2 separate regions of the Columba livia genome follow, and region 1 is linked to region 2. A link is a contact called in public Hi-C data. All regions are on one chromosome and are shown on one strand. Each heading gives the region's core, a stretch centred on a gene start, on an enhancer-like site or on the middle of the called end of the contact. The rest is flanking DNA. Distances are from core to core; before and after follow the strand shown. Region 1 has its middle 20 kb from the start of PTPN5. Region 2 overlaps PTPRJ (protein tyrosine phosphatase receptor type J).

The links. A called contact is a pair of places that touch in the nucleus more often than the background predicts.
Region 1: a contact with region 2 is called in a Hi-C map of crop, with 2.1 times the contacts expected there. The contact joins two enhancer-like sites. A contact is called at or near these places in 2 of 2 Hi-C or Micro-C datasets (crop and liver).

The regions. Positions count from the first base shown.
Region 1 is chr5:53,550,338-53,553,037 of bColLiv1.pat.W.v2, reverse strand. No RefSeq gene overlaps it. Among named protein-coding and RNA genes, the nearest start is that of PTPN5, 20 kb to the left of the region's middle. Within about 2 kb of position 1,422, at least 1 of the 3 cell types and tissues checked has an H3K27ac peak away from gene starts, as active enhancers do.
Region 2 is chr5:53,480,160-53,482,993 of bColLiv1.pat.W.v2, reverse strand. The region is part of intron 1 of PTPRJ (protein tyrosine phosphatase receptor type J); the gene reads left to right. Among named protein-coding and RNA genes, the nearest start is that of PTPRJ, 41 kb to the left of the region's middle. Within about 2 kb of position 1,278, at least 2 of the 3 cell types and tissues checked have an H3K27ac peak away from gene starts, as active enhancers do.

The DNA of each region.
Region 1 (2,700 bases), core at 173-2,672, 70 kb before region 2:
AGCTTTTATTGAACAACATAAAACTTGCCTGAGAGACAAGCAAGTAAATAGATTTGACTGTAGGCAGCTGTGTTTTTTCTATAAAACCAATGAGGCAAGATAGAATTTTATAACTGCATATGGTTTCCAAACAGCTCATCCACTGTTCTGTCTTTAAACCTAGAGGAAGATCGGTAAAGAGAATGATCACTAACTCCCAGATTTTACTCTTATGCTCCCAATTTTGTTCTTTTTCTTTCCATAGCTCATTCCAGCATGGTTTTGGATATCAAAGGTTGATAGCAACAAGACATCTGCTGCTGTCCTGAAACTACATTTCTAGTTGGTAATTATTTCTTTGTTTCATTAAACTTGTTTACTAAAACTGGTATTTTACAGTAGAGAGTATATCTCCTTCTCAACCAATATTCATCACTGATTTAGACTAAACAAGCCTGGTTCTTCACTGTCTGTCTACTCACCTGCAAAGAATATTTCTTAAAAAACAGTAAACTAATTAGGCAGGATTTTGCAGTGACGTAAATAAATGTGTGAGGCAGTACAGGACAACAAATAGTCAGACTGGTGTTTTAAGTGTGGAATCCCACATTGCATAAAGAGCTGTTTCTCAGCCTGAATGACTGAGGAAAGTGAAGGGCAAAGGAAACTGCAGTAACTCTGCAGCTCTATAGATGTCACCAGCCTTTCACTCCAGCCTTCCCCAGCTGTTTTCTGGTTGGTACCTATCTCTCTCCAACCATTTATTTTGTAGCCCCAGAGGGACTGTTGTTTGGATGATGAAATACTGCATAGTATAAATGAAGAGCTGCCAGCAGTGAGCTGTGCCTGGACAGGAGATACAAAATGGAAAATGTAAATGGTAACACAGTACTTTTTCAATTACATCTTAAGCAAACATGCTTACTTACCAGAAGTCAGAGAACAGTGTGAACTTCTTTTTAGATATTGCCAGCTAAATCATTATGGCATTTCCTGAGCTTTGTTTAAAATGATTTATGGAGGTTATTTGCAATATTTCCCCTTCTCCTGGAATTCTCATGTAAAAATCCAAACCACATAATTTCCGTTCACATAACACCCACAGCAGGCATGCACTGTTTTCTGTAGCTAGGAACTTGTCTGCAAAATGGCAAGGACAGTTCCAAAGAGGGGAAAAAACAAACAAACACCACCAACCACCAAACAAAACCCAGCAACAGTACAGAAGGAAAATGACGCCCTTACCTCCTCACAGAGGATGACTTAGGTGCTAACTTCACATAAGGAGCCAAAGTTATGAAGACAGGACAGATGGGAGGGGAACAGAGAACAAGGAAATGAGTTTGCTTGTTGAAGTGAGCTTTTTGGAGCATAACATAGCCTTTTAAATTAACTATTCAATTTGGATGCTCTACAGTAACACCCCAGCAATTTCAGGTTTGAGTCCCAAGCTGTAGCTGCACTGGAGAGGGTGACTGTGAGTTGGCTGTGCTACTATGCCATCACACATACTTCCACTTGGTTATACTGGTCATCTGTTGCCTCCTGTAATCAGTCCCAGGAAAGCGTTTCAATGCAGGCTTCGTTTGATCTCTACTTGAGACTTAGTTTCGAGACTGCCCCAAACAGTGGTACTTTCCCAGTTTTAAGTTTAAGTAAGGCACAGGGAGGAGGATGGAGAAATCAGAGACAGAGATTAGGAGAGGGGCAGGTCGTGGTTGGGCTTTTCTGCCTGGGAGCAGCAAAGAAGTTGTCTTTTGTGCCAAGCTCTGAAGGTAGAAGGCAGCAGAGATCCCAAATAGTTTCAATGGTTTGACACAGAGGGCAGAACAACACAGTGACTGAAAATGGAGCTTGTTGATGGACAGCCACAGAGAGCTAGTTCACTCTGTTCTCTTGCATACAGTCCAGGGAGGTGTCCTGGGACTATTCTGGACCACTGCTTTCTGAACAGGATACTTCCTTTTTTATGTGCAGTGATGCTTGGAGATGGAGATAGGCACATATGTGTACAGAAAAATCACAAATTATTCATAGCTGTCTACATATTTAAACAGCAGAAGAAAATAAGCTTTTCATATCCCTTATCTCAAGAAACAGAGTTCTTGTCTACTCTTTTTATGCAACTTACTAATGAGAAGACAAAAAGTCTTATATACTATGTGATTGAAAAAGGAAGCATTATTTCAATTAGTTACACCGATCATGAATTATAACATAGCTTTAATTGAAGTGAGGGGAGATCCACATGAGTATCCACTGCATTAATCAAGATGAGACATATTGCAATGAATACTGAATGGATTATAATGAAACACCAAGAATAAAATGTCACCATTTAGAGATATTATATCTTAGCTCTTCCATGTACTGGACTATCAGAATTAATCAAACCAGTACAAAACTTAATGGCTAGTGGCATATTCATTGTTGCTTAAAAGGAATGAAAGCATAGGTGTGACCTAGCCCATTTATCCAAAACGGATTAATCTAGAACTTGTTACAAAACTTGGCTGATGAAGTTTTCTGAATCAGTTTTGCCAGTCACCAGTTACAGCAGTGTGGATCTGGATCCATCTTTGTTGGATACTGTTGTACCACAGTTCATTAGAGGTAAAAGTGTTTGTCTGAGGACACATAAACAAACATTTACAAATTACATTATTTGTTTGGAGAGAAATATATGTCTTTTTGATGAGAAAAAAAAAAAAAAAGACAACA
Region 2 (2,834 bases), core at 29-2,528:
GAGACTCATCATAAATAACATATCTTCCTCTTAAATGTAAGAGTTTGAAATGAGGTAGGACCTATTTGATCTGTATCAGAGCTAAGCCAAGCATACAGATCAGCAGGAACTCCTTCATGTGTCTTGGAAGCAGAAAGAAGCCATGGATATTATTTTTTTAGAATAAAAAGTTTGCAGCTGGCTGGGCTGCAGTGTCAGGCTGATCTCTGGTTCTGACCCTGCATCACCCAGCCTTTTTCCACCATAGCTGGTCCTCCCAGATGGCCATGAAGTTGACCTTTGATAGATGTGTCTGTTGGCTGGTGAGAGAGAGCCCATGTTGTTGTCGGTGAATAACTTCTCATGCAGCCCCAATGTATTCATAGAGGCGAGTCTGGCAATGGGGTGCTGGCTGAGCCAATTCTCATTCCTGTTTCTATGAAGCTTCTGTTCAAAGAGAAGGAGAAGAGAGACTCTATCAGAGCCCTAGATGAACTTACTGGAGCTGTACAATGAGATCTTTTGTTCTCTCTCAGGAGTACTACTACATGTGTAGATCGCTTGCAGTCCATTTGTCTTTTGCTACAGTTCAAATTCATTAAAGGATTAAATGGGCTGACAGTTGCAGGCAAACCTCAGGGGTATCCCCCCATCTCCAAGTTGCTGCATCTGAGAACAGCATATGGGAAAACATTGTTTGTTAAATCAAATTGTTTGTGATAATTTGATCCATGTAGAACAGCCAGATCTCTGACTTGAGAGTTTAAAAAGGTTTAGCACCACTTTTTTTGCTATGAGGCAATTTTCTTTTGTTTTGAAGAAGTTAATCAAATGGTACAATACAAAACAATGCAGCTGAAAATGTGAGATATGGTAAATAAGTGCTGTGAAGAAGTTCTATGGTCCAGCTGGTAATTTATTGTATAAAACTACTTCCCTCATGACAGGTTTGTGATGCTTGAAGATGCATTAAGCCTGCCTTAGGCAGCACAGCGTAGTGTGATTAGTTCCCATGATCTGCATCTGAGCCAGCATTTACATCTACATCCATACTTTATGCTCTGGTGTGGTCATCCTTAGCCTTGTACTTTCCAGAATATGCCAACTTTTATGGGAAATTAGGCATATTCCACTGCTCTTAGTCACTTAGGCTGAAGTTTGACGGTTTTATTGGGGCCTCTAGTGGTATCAAGACTGCATTACCAACCCAGAGCTGCTGTTTGGGGGTGGTGAGAAGGGGTTGCTTTACTCCCTCGTGCTGAGTAGATTTACCCAGCTATGGGGCATGGGCAGTGCTGTACAGGTGACGTATTTGGATCCTAATGGGGCATTTTATGTGGAGTTGGAACTGAACGTGCTGAAGGATCATAAATAAACGGCAGTAAACAGTAACAGACCGTGAAGGAAGAGATGAAGGTTAGCCTGAGAGGTCTCTGTGTCGGGCAGTGGTCACAGGCTGGTTTCTCCCAGCTGCACACCTCATTGCTTTGTAAATTAGGAAGCTTCAGGACCCTTTGAAGGGAAAAAAGATATAAACTGTCCTAAGAAAAGTAGAGAAGTAAGGCAGGAAACAACAAGGCTTGTATGTGCCAGCATTAAGACTGCAACAACAACAAATATTTTCTGTCTAGCAAGACAGTTTTGAGCTCAGTGTAAACAAGCTGAAGGCTTTCATAGGCCATGGTTCTCCTGCTCCCAGACAGGGTGTCATAGATCAAAAACTTGGTCTTTGTTTTCTATACAATCATCTTTCTTCATGTTGTATTTGAGCTTTTGTGTAAGTTTTTTAATCCCCTTACAGCTAGTTTTGCTTGGAAAAGTCTCAAACCAAATCCAACTTGATGTTGTTCTCCTTGTAAAGTATCTTTTAACACTTTCCTGAGCAAAGACCGTGTAGAGTATAAAGTGTCGGGCTCAGGAAAGTGAAATCTACTTGGGATAAGAAACCTAAGTCTCAGTTGCTCTCATCTGAGCAGATCTGAAATGGGGCCCTGTCAGGAAATGCCCCTGATTTTCATGACTGTGCTGCAAGGACCAGGCAGCTGCTGGCTCTGCTGTATGTTTTCCATCCACGGTGCCTGGGTGGCCAGCCCTGCTGGTTTGGGGACAGTTAGCATTGTGTCATTGCCACAGGAGTCTTTTATTTTTTTCTTCTTTTTTTTTTTTTCATTGTATCCTGCTTCTTCCAGGGTGTGCCCGAGTAATGACTCAGAGTGAAAAAATAGTGCTGTTAGGCTGCAGGCAGGAATGTGCCTTGTTCACATGAAATAAAGGTTGATGTTTTCTTAATTTTGAAAGAAAATGACTGGCAGTGATAACTGAAAACTCCTATTAAAAGGGGAGATTTTTCAATTCAGGCATTGCTCATTACACACCCAGCTGCAGTTCCACTGATGTCAATATGATATACAGATCGAATAGGATAACAACTTGGGTTTTACTTAAGTAGTTGTTTTAAATATTACTCATCGCCATTCTCAAGGAAGCACACTGTTCTATCTGTAAACTCCTTCAGCAGGATCATCTCTGAAGAGGAATTACGTGTAGGACTTACTGGGTTATGCGAATAATTTAAACTTGTTGAAACTTTTCAGCCTTTTTCCAGGATGGAGTTTTGTTGTTATTCTCTGGGTTGGAAGATTGCAGGATGCTTGGAGATAGGTGCTGCAAACCACCTTGCAGTTCAGTAGCCTACTGCCTGTAGTTCATCAGGAGCTGCATGTTTGGAGGAAACAGAGAAGAACTACTGGGTTGCATGGAAAAGTTTTAAACTGATTTCATCTGGAAGCCATAGGGAAGTCTGATGGTGCTTCCTAGGGTCACTGAGAGAGCTATCAGTTGCAATGCAGTTGTGT